2 separate regions of the Sus scrofa genome follow, and region 2 is linked to region 1. A link is a contact called in public Hi-C data. All regions are on one chromosome and are shown on one strand. Each heading gives the region's core, a stretch centred on a gene start, on an enhancer-like site or on the middle of the called end of the contact. The rest is flanking DNA. Distances are from core to core; before and after follow the strand shown. Region 1 has its middle 70 kb from the start of SH3BGR. Region 2 has its middle 20 kb from the start of IGSF5.

Evidence for each region. Hi-C and Micro-C count contacts between places; a contact is called where the count stands out from the background.
Region 2: a contact with region 1 is called in a Hi-C map of omental adipose tissue, with 2.9 times the contacts expected there. The contact joins two enhancer-like sites. A contact is called at or near these places in 18 of 47 Hi-C or Micro-C datasets (alveolar macrophages, blood, embryonic fibroblasts and 11 more) and 1 of 2 datasets of contacts at active chromatin or transcription factors (skeletal muscle).

What each region holds. Positions count from the first base shown.
Region 1 is chr13:203,114,240-203,119,665 of Sscrofa11.1, reverse strand. No RefSeq gene overlaps it. Among named protein-coding and RNA genes, the nearest start is that of SH3BGR, 70 kb to the right of the region's middle. Within about 2 kb of position 3,110, at least 7 of the 83 cell types and tissues checked have an H3K27ac peak or open chromatin away from gene starts, as enhancers often do. A contact at or near this core is called in omental adipose tissue, where this site is marked.
Region 2 is chr13:203,302,738-203,308,163 of Sscrofa11.1, reverse strand. It overlaps the pseudogene LOC100516646. Among named protein-coding and RNA genes, the nearest start is that of IGSF5, 20 kb to the left of the region's middle. Within about 2 kb of position 2,438, at least 6 of the 83 cell types and tissues checked have an H3K27ac peak or open chromatin away from gene starts, as enhancers often do. A contact at or near this core is called in omental adipose tissue, where this site is marked.

The sequences.
Region 1 (5,426 bases), core at 1,861-4,360:
CTGAACTGTAGTGTAGGTTGCAGATGTGGCTTGGATCTGACATTGATGTGGCTGTGGCAGTGTAGGCTGGCAGCTGTAGCTAGAATTTGACCCCTACCTTGGGAACTTCCATATACCCTTTAAAAAAAAAGCATGGAGCTGAAATCAACCTCGACAAAGTCAAGTCTGAATCAATAGATGCTCTTTTGGAATTCACAGCTACAGCCTCCTCGGTGTCTTAAAGAAGCTGAATGACTCCACGAGAATTCAGCAGAAATACACGGGGAGCACTTGGTGTGAGGTCTCTGTACCCATTATCTCATTTCGCCCTAGCAACAGCTAGGAAGTAGGCATCACCATGTCCACTCGACAGATATGTCTACTTCCTACCTGTTGCAGAGAGTTGTGTGACTCATCATAACTCACCAGAGATCACACAGGCTGGGAAGTAGCAGAACCTCGAATCAAAAGTGAGGCTGTCTGGAGTTTCCTTGTGGTGCAAAGGGTTAAGGATCTGGTATTGTTACTGCTGTGGTGCTAGTTTGATCCCTGGCCCGGGAACTTCCGAATGCCATGGGCGTGGCCGCAAATTTTTAAAAGGTGAAGCTGTGTGAGCCTCAAATCCATGCTTCTAACTGCTATATTATAACGTCTGCTGTGTTTTGGCACAGCCAGAGAAACTTGGGAATAGACTTTAACTGATTGTTTATGCCTAAAATATATGTATGAATCATGAAGGGATAAAATAATGGGTTGTTGGTTTTTTGATACTAAAAAATAGGATAGGGGAGGGGAAGGAAGTAGGATGAATGGGGAGTTTTGGGTTCGTAGATGCAAACTATTGCATTTAGAATGGATAAGCAATCATGGACTTGGAGAATAGACTTGTGGTTACCAAGGGAGAGGGGAAGGGAGTGGGATGGATTGGGAGTTGGGGTTAATTGATGCAGACTATTGCCTTTGGAATGGATTAGCAATGAGATCCTGCTGTGTAGCACTGGGAACTCTGTCTAGTCACTTATGATGGAGCATGAGAATGTGAGAAAAAAGAATGTATACATGTATGTGTAACTGGGTCACCATGCTGTCCAGTAGAAAAACAATGCATTGGGGAAATAACAATTGATTACAATTTAAAATAATAATAAAATAAAAATAAGGAAAAAAAAAAGAAAGGTAGAATGGATAAGCATTGAGGTCCTGCTGTACAGCACATGGAATTGTGTCTAATCTCTTTGGATAGAACATGATGGAAGACAATATGAGAAAAAGAATGTATATAAATATATGACCAGATCACTAGGCTGTGCAGCAGAAATTGACATAAAACTGTAAATCAACTCTACGCTAACTAAAAAGAACCTGAAGAATCAAAGGAGAGGGGGAGGAATTGAGTCCTAGGATGGCCTTTGAGTCCTGAATTGAAATATGCCTAAAATGGGAACCCCCAGCCTTTCAACTTATGGGAGCCAGTACATTCTGTTTGGCATGAGTTTGCTAACATTTGCAACAGAAGGACCCCTACCTGATACAGACAAGATTCCCATTTTCCAGCCGAGGTAAAGGAGGCTCTGAGACATAAGCAAACTTGCCCCAAGTTCACAAGTTGATTTATCAAGTGAATCAAGCCAAGATCTAGAGTCACATCTTCATTTCCCCCTTTTGCTCAAAGAAGCTGCTGGGGGAAGACAAATTTCAACTGATCACAGTGTGACCAACCTGCAGAAAAAATACACAACACAAGACAGGAGTGAAGGAAGGACAGAGTGGAGGACATGGTAAATGAGAGATAATAAAGAAAAGAATTCTGAAAAAAAAGAAAAGAAAAATAGGGTAAGAATATGATTGACCCAAGGCCTTAACATTTCTATTTTAAGCCTAACTTTTTGCCAGGAGTTATGTTCAAACCCTTTTACCGTTTCATGTCATGGGGGCCCCCCAGTGGGAACAGACAGTGGCCAAAGCACTGGAACGGGGTCCTGGGGGCCCCCTGCAGAGATGGGTGCTAACCCTTTAGTTGCTGGACTGTGGGACCAGAAGAAGAGTCAGGACACAATGCTGTTTACCTATTGCCACAGAAGGATTTCAACATTTTGTTCATCAATATGAGCAGACCAGTGTGTTCCAGGGGGGTCAGCCCCACTGATAGAGATGGAGTAGACACAGGTCATTTTAGAAGTCCCCATAACTTAGGAGACATTGGAAGACCGCTCTAAGTAAATAAATTGCTCAAAAAAGCCATCAGAACAAGGCAGTTTTGCTTCATTAATGCAGCCTTGAGAATTGCCTCAGGTCATTGGGTGGGGATGGGATGGGACCTGCATTCATATTCAGACCTAGGGCAGGAGTTTGAGGACCACCCTTCTGCGGATTTGAATACACACCTTACCAGATACCAAGGAGGAGCTACTGCTCCCAGAAATGAAGAGGCGGTCTTTTCCAACTCCCGCTCCCCTTGGAGGAGAAAACTGTAGCCCACCAGATCCTCGGGGCAGAGCTTCCGTGCCTGCCCGCTTGCATGTCTCACAAGCGTCCTATCCTAATAAATCTGCTTCTTGCCTATCACCTTGTCTCTCGCTGAATTGCTTCTGCGCAGAGTCTTGAAGAACTGAACTTCAGTGAGTCCAGACATGGGGTGAGGGATTCTCATTTAAAACCACGGGTTCAAGTCCCAGTCTGGGTCTGGCTGGGTTCAGGCCGTTAATATTGTCAGTTTCACCACTTCCAGCCCACTCCATCCTTATCACGGCCCCATGTGCCACACGGACTCTGCAGTGACCACTCTCCTCTATCTCACGCTCAATTGAAGGAGATGAATGGATATAAAGTCTTGAACACTGGCTTCCACAAAGCTCTCTTTATTTCCCCCAGAGATTTCCCCAGCTCAAGAAAAAGGCTCCAGGATACAGCGTAGCCAAGAAACATGGTGGAAGTGTGGCTCCTTGTGAATCAGCGCATGAAAAGCCTGATAGTTAGTCTAAATTTCCAAAAGGTGGCAATGGAGAATTAGTTTCATAGCCAAATGTTGATAACATGGGCAATGCAGGTAAATGTTTTAAACCCAGTTGATGATTTTTTTTTTTTTCTGCTTTTTCAACCTCACCCATGGCACATGGGAGTTTCCAGGCCTGGAATCGAATCTGAGCTTTGACCTGTGCCACAGCTGTGGCAATGCCAGATCCTTAACCCACCTACCACAGCAGGAATTCTGACACTCTTAATTTTACCCATAAATGATACAACAAAATGGTTTGTGTCCCAGGATTACAGGCTCCCCTTTAGGCATCTTCACAACAGGATCTGACCTGCTTTGGCGGCCCCAGTGTCTCTCCTGATCCCACAGAGGCTTTCTGGAGAATTTCAGGATTCTCTCACAAATTTAACTGCCTTTGCTATTTGAGGAGGAACCAAAAATAGCAGAAACAAATAAACCTGCCCTTTGAAGTCAAACAGAGGGTTTGGATCTTTTCGACAGCTTCCTGCCGGTGGCCTCCTAGGCAGGCCACCTAACTTTTCTGAGCCTCTATTTCCCCCACTGGAAATAAAATTCTATAAAAATAACGCTTAAGTTTTACAGTCACTAGAAGGGTTAAATAAGACAGTCAATGGAAAATCCTTTAAAGCGTATCTGGCACATAGCAAACATTCCTTAAGTATTAGTTCCCCTTTCTGACCAAGAAAGGGGAACGGCTTGGCTCAAGGCACCATCACAAAGGTGAATGACAGGTGTATTCTGTCCTTAAAACCCTACAATCGAAACACCCCTCCGTGGTATTTACTCAAGGAAAAAAACATTTGTGTACAGATAGACTTGTCCATAAATGTTCGTGGCAGCTTTACTTTAGATAGCCAGAAACTGGAAATGACTCAAATGTCTATCAACAGATGTATGCACAAACTCTGGCAATCTCATACTCAGCGATGGAAAGTTACACACTAGTCATTCCAGCGCCCACGTGGATGAATGTCCGAAGCAGTGCGAGGAGAGAAAAAAGCCAGACCAAGAAAAGAGTAAAGAGTTGTTGTATGCATTTAAATGAAGTTCTAGAAAGGGAAATCCATGGTGTCAGAAAGCGGAGTAATGGTTGCCTGGGGATGGGGCAGAAAGGAGGGAGAGAATGAGCCACCAGGGGGCACCAGCGACCTTGAGCAGGTGATGGAAATGTTTCAAATCTTCCTAGGGTGTTGGTTACATGAAGACCCGCATTTGTCAGAATTCATCAGACTGGATACTTCAATGGGTGCTGGGGTATAGTATGAAATACATCTGGGCTTTGTCTCCAAGTCCTGACACAGAGCTCCTAAAACCCTTGGGGTTCCCTGAGTGATCAGAGGGTCTGCGTTATTCGAAAGGAGCCCCTTCCGATCCTGAGTTGGCTCTTGAGGAGTCGGGGGCGGGGCGGGGGGGGGGTGTCTGGATGGCTTCAGGATGGGCGCGGATTGCCGAGAAAGCCATTCAGGTGATTAGAAGTTTAGAACATTCAGCCCCACCCCATCCCACCTCCCAAGAAGGGAGCGGCATTGGAGATTAAATTCAAAAAAAAAAAAACAAAAACCAATTCAGATAAAATTGAGGAAGTTTCCTGGTTGCTGAACGTGGTGGTGATGCAGTGGGGGGAGACAGTGGGGGGGGGGTGCATTCTCACTCCACAGGTACAGAGGCTCCGGCACTCAGGGTCCTTCTGGACCCTGCCCTGTATACATTCTTCTGGCTGTTCCTTTGTATCTTACATAATAGATTACAGGTGCAGTGCTTCCTGGAGTTCTAGGAGGCATTCTAGCAAACTGTCAAACCCAGGCGTTGGGGGAGGGGAACCTCTAGATGTGTCATCCTCCCCACGGGAGTGCAGAAAGCCTGGGGACCCCATTTTCCGCTGGTGTCTGAAGCTGAGCCAGTCTTACAGAACTGAACCCTCAGCCTGTAGAATCTGAGTGTCCGCCTGTAGGAAATTAGTGTCAGAAGAGAATTGTCACCCAGCCAGTGTCAGAATATCAAAGAAGTGGCTAGTGTTGGATAAACAGCCCGGGGCATATGGCTGCATAAACTGAACCTCAATGATGTTGATTTAAAAAGAAAAATCTGGAGTTCCCGTCGTGGCGCAGTGGTTAACGAATCCGACTAGGAACCATGAGGTCACGGGTTCGGTCCCTGCCCTTGCTCAGTGGGTTAACGATCCGGCGTTGCCGTGAGCTGTGGTGTAGGTTGCAGACGGCTCGGATCCCGCGTTGCTGTGGCTCTGGCGTAGGCCGGTGGCTACAGCTCCGATTCAACCCCTAGCCTGGGAACCTCCATATGCCGCAGAAGCGGCCCAAGAGATAGCAACAACAACAACAACAACAAAAAAAAGACAAAAAGACCAAAAAAAAAAAAAAAAAGAAAAGAAAAATCTGCAACCAAGCAAAGGGTTCAAACTGTCGTCTGAATTGTGCCCCTTGGGGGTCAAGGC
Region 2 (5,426 bases), core at 1,189-3,688, 190 kb before region 1:
CTCCCGTCCATGCTTTACGCAGATTTCCTGCTTTCCCCTGATGTCCTTTCTCCTTTGCCTGAACTCCATCCAGGATCCCACGGGACATTCCGGCATCACCTCTCGCTGGGCTCCTTTTGGCTGTGACAACTCCTCAGACTTCCCTGATTTGTGATGCCTTTGACCACTTCGAGGTGTATCTGGCAGATGTTCTGCAGAATGTCCTTCACTTCGGATGGCTTTGATGTTTCTCAGGTGCCGCACAGAGATAGGGTGTTAATTACATGCAAAACCGAGTATGGAATATATAGCAACCCTCTGAACTATATTCAGTTTTCCTGTCAATCTAAAACAACTCTAAGACTTAAAGTTTATTTTCAAAAGTCTAGGAGTTCCCTGGTGGTCTAGTGGCTAAGGATCTGATGGGGTCACCGAAACGGCTTGGGTCACTGCCGTGGCATGGGTTCCATCCCTGGCCCTCAAATCTCTGCATGTTGTGGGCACAGCCCCCAAAAAAGGGTCAATTGAAAAACAAAATCATCGAGATACCCTCTTCTATGTCAGACTGCCGAAGATTGCTCTGGGATTATGGTATAACGCCCAGCTCCGGGTGTTCCTGTGCTGGGAAGGGTGATGCTTCGGCCAGCTGACTCGCTTTCAAAGCCGGAGCACACCAGCACTTTCCATGTGCTGGAAAATACACATCAAAACCAAGCCAGATGGATGGTTCCATGTATTCTATATATTCATAGGAACATATTTTAGGGACAATGAGCGGCCCTGTGTGAGGCGATGGGAAGCGAATTTGTGCCTATTACATACGCAGGAAATGCATGTGTATTTCCTGTTCCGTCACCCCAGATCAGTTAAGGTTCGTCAGTTACAGCCTGATGGAGACCAGCAAGGGAATTAGGCCAGGCTGACCCTAAGCTGAGGCAGCCTGCTGGCAGAGTCTGGTGTCTAGTCTGTGCCCGAACTGGCCCAGGTGAAGCCTCAAACAGGTGAAGTCATCTCCAGAATTTTATCATTTACCATCCAGGCAGTCCCTGTACCTGTTCATGGACTCACACACCTAGAGCCCCTATTGCCTGTACAGGGACTGCTTTTTGTGCTCCAGGGACATAAAACAGATGTGGTTTCTGCCTGCACGGAGCTTACAGTCAGGTGGAAGGGGAAGGCGTGTAATAAAAATAAATCCCGAGTTCCCACTGTAGCTCAGTGGGTTAAGAACCTGATATAGTATCCTTATGGATGTGGGTTCGATCCCTGGCCTTTCTCAGGGGGTTAAGGATCTGGCATTGCCACAAGCTGTGACATAGGTCACAGATGTGGCTGGGATCCGGCGTTGCTGTGGCTGTGGTGTAGGCCGGCAGCTGCAGCTCTGATTCAACCCCTAGCCTGGAAACTTCCATATGCCACAGGTGCAGCCCTAAAAAGCCAAAAAATTAAATAAAATCCCAAAAGTGTAAGCACACAGCCTACTGGTGGTGAGGACTGGGGGCTTCTGGCTTGACCCCCCCCATGAGCACTTGTATCAGGGAGCGGGGGGAGACCTGGATGATGCGTCCGCACTGGGAGAACCCAGGCGCTGGGACTGGTACTAAGGGTAGACATGCAGGAGGGAGAGGTGGGTGGCTACCAGTGCCTCTCAGGTCACCCCACAACTGGGCAGACCTCTGCTTCTCCATCCATCCACGGCTGGGCAGGTTCCTCACAAGTTTGTCCAGGGGGCTGGAGGCGCCTCGGCTCCCTGATGGTGCAGCACAGGCTGCCCTGCCTGGCACTCACTGATGGTCAACTTTGAATGTGCACTTGTCCAAGTTTGGTCGGCTGCAGGTGTCCGAAGTCCAGTGTGCATGCATCCTCTCAGAAAAATGAGCAGTTTGTGCTAAAAACCCAAAGTGCCTCCTGGACGTCAACGACCGAGGGCTGGGCTTCAGGTCCATCCAAGCCGACACCTGCACCCCTTCCTGCTTCTACCCGCCCCCACCCCACCCCTCAAGACATGTGGATGGCGCTCCTGCTGGTGCCCTTTGATCAAAAGCCATAGTCAAAAAATAAAAATAAAAAAAAAAGCTACAGTCCACCAGCATTTACCTCCAGCTCTGGAAAAAGACCTGTATCCTTCAGGCCTCGTGTCCACCACTCCAGGATAGATACTCATTGACCCATCTGAGTGTGTGTCCAGCTCCAGGCCAGTCCACGGTGGCCTGAGGAGCAAGGTCACGAGAAGAAATGGCACTGCACGCAGTCCACGGCAGGGCGTTGGGGCATCAAGCCAATGCTGTGTCTGCTACGGCCAGCCTCCTAACTGCGGCTTGCTTGTCCGACTGCAGCTGTAAGTCCCTGCTCATCCCAGGTATCCCCTGATCTCCTGGGGGTCCCTGGATGCTGCTTCACTGCCCAAGAGAATGCTCTGTGCACTGGGCACAGTTTCACTACCGGCCACTAGAGGGCGACAGACCACAGAGAGAGGCACAGTCACCTAGCCACCCCATCCTCTAGGACAACAGACCCTGAGTCCCCCAGGGGACACTCGGGAAGGCCGGCACGGCCGACATGCCCCCAGGAGGGGAGGTAACAGAGGCCCTGGCTGCAGAGAAAGGCTCACGAGGCCACCGGCTCAGGCCAGAGGGCGATCTCCTTTGAGACACCTTGACAGCCCTGGAGGTGGACTTGACCTGCCTCTGAGAACAGGATTCACTTAAGCAGAGAGGTCCGGGGACATCAGCTCCAAAGGAACCTGTTTCTGGGAAAATTAAGATAACGCGGTGTTTCTCTGCATCTTATGCGGTGGGTGGGGCCGTGGTTCTTGGGCCGCTGGACGTCATCCAGGATGACGGTGGAGCCAGTGTCGCACAGACGGGGAGGCTGAGGGGCTGCCAGGAGCACGCAAAGTTTCAGGAGCCTCCGGAACTGGAACGTGATGCTCAGCTGGGCAGTGGGTTCCAGACCCGGAGCTGGGAGACCACCAGGCCTGGGCTCCCAGGTGCTTTGGAGCCCACTGGGTCCCCTCCGGTTCCTTCTCCCCCTTTGCTCTCACTTTGTCCCTCCCTCCCCCTCCTCCCTCCCCCTCCTTCTTTCTCCCCCCCCTCCTCCTCCCTCCTCCTCCCTCCTTTCCCTTCCTCCCCCCCTCCCCCGCCTCGTCAGAACCCTCCGGGCTCCCAGGTTTCATCTCCTCCCCAGGCAACCATCTGAAACTAACTAGTTTCTTGGGTCCCCTTTCTAAGTTCCGGGGAGGATGGGCTCTGATGGTCCACCTTGCTCAGGTGTTCGCACTGCCACCTGCTGTTGTGGGCACACGGAAACAGGCCACCAAGTTCCCAAATGGCTGCCAGGGCCTCCTCTGTGGGTTGGAGGGTAGCTTTGTAAGAAGGGTCTGTGGACAAGGAGGGTCCCCCAACACACCGGAGTTTGGCGGCTCAGGCTCAAGCCCAGCGCTCAGGACCACAGACTGGCCTCCATCCAGGACGGGGCTGCCCACCAACCTGGATCAGAGAAGCAGCCCCTGCTGGAGGCCTCGGTGTGCCCCCTCCTGTGACCCCTGCTGGGATGCCAGCAGAATTCCATCGAAGAATTACAGGTTCACACGGCAGGGCCCTGTGTGTGACACTCTCACCCTCGCACTGGCTGCTTAGCCCCCAAGTGCAAGCTGGCATCGGCTTTGGAACACTGGATGTGCTCCAACCTCAGGCAAGAACTTTGCGTCTAGTTCTTGCTATGGCCCAGTGGAACTTTCTGCCCTCAAAGCTGTGAAGGTCGCCACGGTCACTAAACAGAGACAAACATATCTTCATATAGGACGCAGTCCAGACCTACATGTATCATTCAAAGAGGCAGTGTAATTAGATAGCTCAGGCGTCTGCCTCCACAGTCAAAGTCATGCTGCTTGGCCAGGAGTGGGTTGTGGTCACCAGAGGTCAGCCGTGCAGCTGAGAGCCTGGGCATCCTTCTAATTTCAAATATCAGTTTATCCTTGCTGTCTATAAGCTCTTTTTTAAAAAAAAAATTTTTTTTTCTTTTTTGGCTACCCTGCAGCATACAGAGTTCCCAGGCCAGGGATCAGAGCCGCGCCATAGCTGCCACCTATGCCACAGCTGTGGCAACACAGAATCCTTTAGCCCGCTGTGCTGGGGATCGAACCTGCTTCCTGGCCCTGCAGAGACACCAGCAATCCCATGTGCCACAGCAGGAGCTCCCTGTCTAAATGATCTGCAGTAAATTACTTAACCTCTCCAAGCTAGGGGGGCCAGATTTGGAGGAAAAACAACAATAACAACAACAAACCACCCAGTTAAAGGTGAATTTCAGATAAACAAAAAATTTTTCCCATAAATATTTTTCAAATAGTGCATGGGATATCCTTATACTAACAACAATTTGGTGCAGAGTTCCCTCCGTGGCACAGAGGGTTAAGGAGCCAGTGTTGCCAAAGCCATGGCAAAAGTCACAGCTGCCATCTCAGATTCCATCCCTGGCCTGGGAACTTCCATATGCTGCAGGCGTGGCTGAAAAGAAAATTAAAATTAAAATTAAAAAATAAAAATTATTTGTTGCTTATCTGAGTATCTAGGACATACTTACACTAAAAAGCAATTTGTTGATTGAAATTAAACAGACTTCTTATATTTCTTTTTTTTGAAGATTTGATGTCATTTATTATTAGTCTTAGAACATCTCATTTTGGACTGGACTCAGACTCAGGCATAGATGCTCTGAGAGGACAGCCTCCATCTCTCAGCAAATCTGTTCCTGACGTTTTTCTTTGGCCTCCTTCATTCTCTTGGGCAAAGGTTTAGCATCTTCAACAGCCTGTTCCTTATTTTTCTTAGTCCGTTTTCTCTTCGGAGCAATACAGGGACGTTTGTGTTACACAACATGCGGAGTAACGAGACGCTGTCTTAGGTGCTTTGGTCCTGGGTTTCTTTTTTCTTTTTTCTTTTTTTGTCTTTTGTCTTTTTTTTAGAGCCATACCTGTAGCACATGAAGGTTCCCAGGCTGGGGGTCTAATCAGAGCTGCAACTCCCAGCCTACACCACAGCCACAGCAACGTGAGATCCAAGCTCTGTCTATGACCTACACCACAGCTCACGGCAACACTGGATCCTTAACCCACTGAGCGGGGCCAGGGATCCAACCCTCAACCTCATGGTTCCTAGTTGGATTCATTTACGCTGCGCCACAACGGAAACTCCTCCTTCTCCCCCTTTTTTACGATGACCAAATTGAGAACACTCAGACTGGCATCCACAAGACAACCCCGAACAGACTGGCTCTTTCTTTCTCCAGTCCTCCTTGGTCGGTAACAAGAATGCCCCTTCCTCAGCAGCAGGTGGACACGGCCATGGGTCCAGACACCCTGCTTCATAGGGAACCTTATTTGTCGTTCCCACCACTGATTCGGACCACATCCCCCTTCCCTTCTTCCCCCAGAGCGTCAGCAGCAA